Linked DNA regions of Pan troglodytes: region 2 is linked to region 1. The links are chromatin contacts, called in public Hi-C maps. All regions are on one chromosome and are shown on one strand. Each heading gives the region's core, a stretch centred on a gene start, on an enhancer-like site or on the middle of the called end of the contact. The rest is flanking DNA. Distances are from core to core; before and after follow the strand shown. Region 1 overlaps ADHFE1 (alcohol dehydrogenase iron containing 1). Region 2 holds the start of CSPP1 (centrosome and spindle pole associated protein 1).

Region 1 (3,267 bases), core at 321-2,820:
GTATCATAACTGCTTGATTTTTAAATATTAGGATTTAAAGAAGAGTGTGGAGTTGAAAGGTAAGGGAGATAATTCAAAAGTATGGTTCTTACCAATTTTTACTTTCAAGTGTTCATAGTCAAAAATGGCAACCCCAGTAGTTTCACTCCCGGTTCCTGAGGTAGTTGGCACTTGAACAAAATAATATTAATTTTAATAAAGCATCTAAATAAAGGTTAGTGGAGATACCTAATTCAGCCTTAGGACTGAGGAACAAAATTAGAGAAGGAAACTTTGCTGACCCTCTTGTTTGCATGATATATATGAATTAACATGTATGGAAGCCTAACATGTATGATGTCTATGTCTGCATTAATATGTATGTAATCTAACACGGAGGATGTCAGTGTCTGTGTTATCATGAATGTAAGTCCAATGTGTATGATGTCTGTATCTGCATTAACAGGCATGCATGAGGTCTGTATCTATATTGGCATGCATGTATGTTTAGCATGTACATTGATGTCTATGCCTGCATTAATGCACTTGCATGTTTGACATGTATCATGACTGCTGGATGAATGTTTATGTTGTTTAATATGCATAATGTCTGTGTCTGTATTAATGTGTATGTATATTTAATATGTATGTGTGACCTCTGTATCTGTGTTAGCATGCATGTATGATGTCCATGTCTGCATTAACATACATGCATGTTTAGCATGCATGTGTGTTTAATATGCCTGTATGTGTCTGCATTAACATGGTCACATTTAATATGCATATTGCCTGCTTCTGCATAAATATGAGTGTTAATATGTATGGTGTCTGTCTGTATTAACATGCATGTGTGTTTAATGTGCATGTGATCTCTGTACCTGTGTTAACATGCATGTATGACTTCTGTGTCTTTGTTAACATGTATATATGTTAATCATGCACGTGTGTGATGACTGTGCTGTATTAATAGCAGTGAGCTCTGGGAACCTCAGGCTCCTTGGGGGCCAGAGCTTAAGCAGCTGCAGCTGGGTCAATGCAGGCTGCCCAGCACCTCTGGTAACAAAACTCATATTTGCTGTCTCTAAAAGACATCTTTATTCCCTCTTGGCAGCAAGCACAGTGACGCTCTGCCTTTGCTGGGCTCCGTGGTTTTGTGGTTCTGTCAAGTTTCTAAACTTTACTAATCACCCCTCTGTGTGACGCTGACACAGTTTCACCAGAGGGTTCCATTTGCCAGACACCAATTATGCTGCTCCCTGCTGATCCCTCATTCACAACACAGCAGTTCATCTGCCATCGACTTACTCACATCCCATCACAAGGCCTCTTCACAATAGGGCAGGAGAGGGGAGAAGAAAGGGCAAAACTTTAAACTGAGGATATGTCCCAGTTACCAGTTAGTGCATGTTAGCTATAAAACTTTAAATAGTAATATGCTAGCAGCCATAAAAATGGCAGAGAAGAAAAGACTAGAAAATCTCAAGGTCCCCTGTGGAACAAATGAGCTATTCTGATTTGGATTTGTACGTCTGTGCCCTGGGTAGCCACAGAGCAGATGTCACCCAGCGTGATGGGCCATGCTGGCCACATGTCCCAGGGAAGAGACAAAGCCTGAGGTCAGCTGAAGAGCCATTATGTAGAAGAAAGGGTTGAGTCAACACCAGAAAAATAACAGCTAATGTTCTCCTTAAATTCGACAGTGGCTGGCAAAATGGGACAAAACAGAGAGCAGTTTAAAGGACAAAGCTGCTGACAGAGGGATCTCATCATATGTCAGTGATGACCTTCCCCCTTTTCCACATGGTGACCCCATAGCTTAAATCTGCAAACTTTCCTTCCACTGACCCCAATTGTCTTTATCTATACAATAATGAAGATCAGAATTTTAAAATGAATGATTGTTCTCCAAACAAGGCATTGATTTGAAATGAACAAACCAGAAAGCTTTCGAAATGTGTATGTTAAAAGGACTGGCTTGCATCTTTCTTAAGATCTATTGCTAATTGCAAAATAAAACAAACAAAGAAATAAACAGTCTTTACCTGCAATCAGAGGCTTAAGAGGCACAGACACAGGCTTTCCCTTGCCAATGGGGGCACTGACATAATCTAGGAAATCAGAATGAGGGCTGGATGCATACAGATTAGCAGCCTTACAGGTGTCCATGGTAGAGCCACCACCGACAGCAACATAGGCATCAAAAGCTCCCTTTTGGGCAAACTCAATAGCTTCCATGAAGCTTGGAGAAGAGAAAATAAAAACCAGTATGTTATATTTTTCAGAAATAAATTGCCATGCCATTAACTAAGGCTTGGGGTAAGTTTTGTGGGTTTTTTTTTTTTTGAGACGGAGTCTCATTCTGTTGCCCAGGCTGCAGTGCAGTAGCACGATCTCGACTCACTGCAACCTATGCCTCCTGGGTTCAAGTGATTCTCCCACCTCAGCTTCCCGAGTAGCTGGGATTACAGGTGCCTGCCACCATGACTGGCTAATTTTTGTATTTTTAGTAGAGACAGTGTTTCACCATGTTGGCCATACTGGTCTCGAACTCCTGACCTCAAGCAATCTGCCTGCCTCAGCCTCCCAAAGTGCTGGGATTACAGGCGTGAGCCACCACACCTGGTTGGGGGCAAGTTTTAATCAACAGTTAGCTTCTGCTTAAAGTAAAGAAACAATAACAACAATACAAGAATACCTTGCATCCGTTGGTTCCACTCTCACATTATCATAAACCGTAAAGGGGATGCCATTCTTCACTAGGGAATCCATAGCTACTTGCACAGGAGGGAGCTTGGAGAGGTTCTTGTCTGTCATCAAGCACACATTTTTAGCACCCATGTTTTTTAGGTCCTACAAGAAAACCTATAAGTTAGGTTCAACTCCACTAGAACTGCAATAGACTCTTCTGGCAAACTCACATTGTACATTTTTAAAAATAGAGGATGTGATTGTTGTCATTTAGCATGTGTCTTGTGAGATATGTAACATTTACAGTAGGAGACCGTAGACATCTTGAATACTTGCCATTCCCACTTCCTTTGTAACTCCTGCTCCATATCTAATATTTGAAACAGCCATCTGAAAAAAAATAAAAAGGTTTAGGTGTAAGGAGTATTTGAGAGTTGGCCAGTCCATTTCTAAAAACCTGAAATGGTTTCTTGTTGCCTAGTGCATAAAGTATACACTCCTTAGCATGGTCTTTCAGGTCATCTCCCACCTGGTCTCACTTAAAGAAGTGTGGACGCACCACACTTCCTTAAGCAAACTTCAGCTCCTGTCACATTTGAA
Region 2 (3,267 bases), core at 266-2,765, 630 kb before region 1:
CTGTCTAAACTCACCCACTCCCTCCCAGGCGGCCATCTGGCAGAAGACCCAAACTTGAACGGGCACAATGGCTCAGGGCCGTAATTCCAGCACTTTGGGAAGCCGAGGCAAACGGATCACTTGAGGTCAGGAGTTCGAGACCAGCCTGGCCAACAAGGTGAAACCCCCTTCTCTACTAATGCCACTGCACTCCAGCCTGTACAACAGAGCGAGACCCTGTCTCCAAAAACAAAACAAAACAAACAAACAAAAAAAACTTGATCCTTGTGGAGCATTTCAGCAGACATTTAATCACCAGAAAGCTAGCGACCTCCTAGGGAGAAGAATGATATGGAGAAAAGAAAATACCTCAATAGCTTCCATGGAGCTTGTCAACATTACAAGTCATTCCTTCACACAGAATAAAGCCTAATTTAGGCTTTTTATAAATTCCTATCGGTTGCTTTTAAGCCTCTGCATTTTCCAAGGTGTTTGGAAAGTAGGTGATGGTTTACTTCAGAATTTAGTCTTCCCCGCAATCCTAGTTAAGCGTCTTAATCCTACAATCTTGAGAGCTAGCCTCTCTCAAAAGATGAGTCCCATTAATAACATGTACTGACAACTGGATTCGAGTCCCACATAAGATTCCTAAAATCAAGGCAGTTAGAAACAAGAGGTTCAAGCTCAAGCAGTCGGGCAATCACGGGGGGAAATACGGTCACAACGGTACGAGCTACGGTGAAGATTAAATAAGTTTTACTAGCAAAGCAGTGCGCACAAGCGCTCCCACGTTAACAATAACAAGCACCGAGGGGCAAGAAAGGCGCTCGGGGAGGCTTGACGGAGCAGGGGAGGCCTGGCCGTTGGGGAGAGAAGGCGCATGGGAACCAAGGAACCGCTCGCCCCCGGGCCCTGGAGGTGGCTGACTAGGAAGCGTCGTCAGGCAACCAGCTATCAACAACACCGCGGGCAGCAGCGACCGCAGTGGCCCAGGAATCCGGACCGTGTAACCAGGGCACCTCCCCGAGCCCGGCAGCTGCAAGACCCCTGCTCACAGAACTCCCGCCCCCAACCCTCATAACTCGTAGTCACCGATGCCGGCCTCATGGCGGCGAAATCCCAACTCTCCACACCCTTAACTCAGGCACCTCCCCCACCGCACCCAGCCGCCACGAGACCCCCTGCCGACAAGAAACCCCCCACCCCCACCCCCAGATTCCAGAGCCTGTAACTCTGGCACGTCGCCGGCCTAGTTGCCTCGAGACCTACGCCCCGAGGGAGCCACTGCCCCTGCCCCCGCTCCGGGGCAGCGAATGCAGCCCCAGGACCCTCCACCCTCAACCTACACCACCCCAGGCCACACCCCGCCGCTCACGCTCCCCATCCGCGGCTGGCTGACTCTTACTCAGGGGAGTGGGCTCGCGTCCGGGGAGACACACAGTGCTCTAGAGGATCGTCGCGGACCGAAGAGGTTACAGCGGCCACCTGGCGCGGGAACAGCATGACAGACCTCCGGCCGGGGCTCCGCCCCTCAGGCCCAGCCCTCCGCTCGCCCTTCGCCAACCGCCGGGTACGGCCCCGCCCCACTGCAGGCGGCCGCGCGGCAAGACATCGCCCCCTGCTGTCCTGGAGGCCGCATAGCTGCCCGCTGCTCTTGGTTCGCCAGTACGCTGGCCGGGGACTTGGTCAACTCGTTCTCCTGCTGTGCCCAGGGGCTATTAAACTGTGGGGGCCACTTCTCAGGCTAAATCTATTCCAGCCTCTCCAACCTCCCATGCACCAGCCAGCTTGGGAACAGTGTAAGAGCCTGGAAAGAAAAATGGGGAGGGGTGGTAGTGAGAGGAAAAGTGTTGGCATACCTCTCAGGGCATTACTCCTAGCCCAGGAGTGTGGTCAACATTGGGTCCTGGGCTTTCATTACCATTTTCAACATATTATTCAGTTCACCCCAATACAATCGCATATGGCCATATGCTACCACTAGAAAAGAGACCTCTAGTTTCCCAGGAGAGTGGAACTAAGGGTAGGTATTAATGTACTATTTTACCCTAAATTTCTTTGTAAGATGGTTTTAAAGGAAATTTTCTTCAACGGAAAGTCAGTGCCAAAACAGCAAGCTGTGGTGTGGATTCAATAATTCTAATGTTTTTGTCTTAACTGATTATTACACCGCATTGTAACAGTTATAGAAGCACCTACGGAGACTTACAGACATAATGGAAGGAATGGTAATTGGAGTGTCAAGAAAGAGTTCGTGGTCGATCTCACTGGACTGCATTTTTAAAGATTAATAGGAGTCCCCAGGCAGAAAATTTACGAAAGAGCGTTTCAAGCAATGCTGACCACATATGCAAAGCCAAAGTAAAGATATCTGCATTGCTAGAATGAAAAGTTTCAAGGGGGGACTAAAAAGAGATGAAGCTGGAAGAGGTGCATAGGGGCCAGGTTGTTAACAGCTGTGGTGCTATCTTTTCTTTTTTCTTTCTTTCTTTCTTTTTTTTTTTTTTTTTTTTTTTTTTTGAGACTGGCTCTGTCTAACAGGCTGGAGTGGCGCAATCTCGGATCATTGCAACTTCCGCCTCCTGGGTTCAAACGATTCTCCTGCCTCAGCCTCATGAGTAGCCGGGACTACAGGCGCACATCATCACGCCCGGCTAATTTTTTTTGTATTTTTTTAGTAGAGACGGGGTTTCACCATGTTGGCCAGGCTGGTCTTGAACTCCCGACCTCAAGTGATCCGCCCGCCTCGGCAGCCCAAAGTGCTGGGATTACAGGCGTGAGCCACCGCGCCTGGCCTGTGATGCTATCTTTTCAGGAAAGAAAAGAAAAAAAAATCTTGAACACCTATGCTAGGTGCTAGGAGATAAAACAAGGAACGCAGACCTGCTCCCTGTGTCTTGAAACTTAAAATCTTGCACGGATGGAACAATGAGATGGAGAAAAAAGAAAACCTAAAACACGTGAACTAATTTAAAAAATTAAACATTGTATTAACTGTAGGAAGAAAACAAACCAGTTGCCGAGATTAATTACGCTTTGGGAACAAATGCGGTTCACAGGAGTGCCAAAGATTTAACTGTAACCTGTTACGAGAACGGTGTACTGGACATTTTCAGATCAGTAATGGCACATTATATATACGTAGATGTTAACTTTTACCAAAGCGCAAAAAAGCAATCAAGGAGTACCCACTGCCTCCTCGCATCGATAGAAAAAGCCCATCTGCAAGTGAAGTGCCAAGCCACCACGAGCCCGTTAGCTTTTACGCATGTACAGTGAGTCATCTTG

Evidence for each region. A called contact is a pair of places that touch in the nucleus more often than the background predicts.
Region 2: a Hi-C map of stem cell-derived neural progenitor cells shows a contact between it and region 1, with 2.9 times the contacts expected there. The contact joins the promoter of CSPP1 here to the enhancer-like site in region 1. A contact is called at or near these places in 1 of 7 Hi-C or Micro-C datasets (stem cell-derived neural progenitor cells) and 1 of 1 datasets of contacts at active chromatin or transcription factors (stem cell-derived excitatory neurons).

Annotation. Positions count from the first base shown.
Region 1 is chr7:75,094,359-75,097,625 of NHGRI_mPanTro3-v2.0_pri, reverse strand. It overlaps ADHFE1 (alcohol dehydrogenase iron containing 1), which reads right to left. Exons shown (of 13, transcript XR_010159258.1): 4 at 3,004-3,057; 5 at 2,675-2,829; 6 at 2,022-2,218; 7 at 93-170. Among named protein-coding and RNA genes, the nearest start is that of ADHFE1, 13 kb to the right of the region's middle. Within about 2 kb of position 1,570, at least 9 of the 24 cell types and tissues checked have an H3K27ac peak or open chromatin away from gene starts, as enhancers often do. A contact at or near this core is called in stem cell-derived neural progenitor cells, where this site is marked.
Region 2 is chr7:75,719,545-75,722,811 of NHGRI_mPanTro3-v2.0_pri, reverse strand. It overlaps CSPP1 (centrosome and spindle pole associated protein 1), which reads right to left and starts at 1,515. Exons shown (of 33, transcript XR_010159269.1): 1 at 1,385-1,515. It overlaps COPS5 (COP9 signalosome subunit 5), which reads left to right and starts at 936. Exons shown (of 9, transcript XM_063816381.1): 1 at 936-1,549.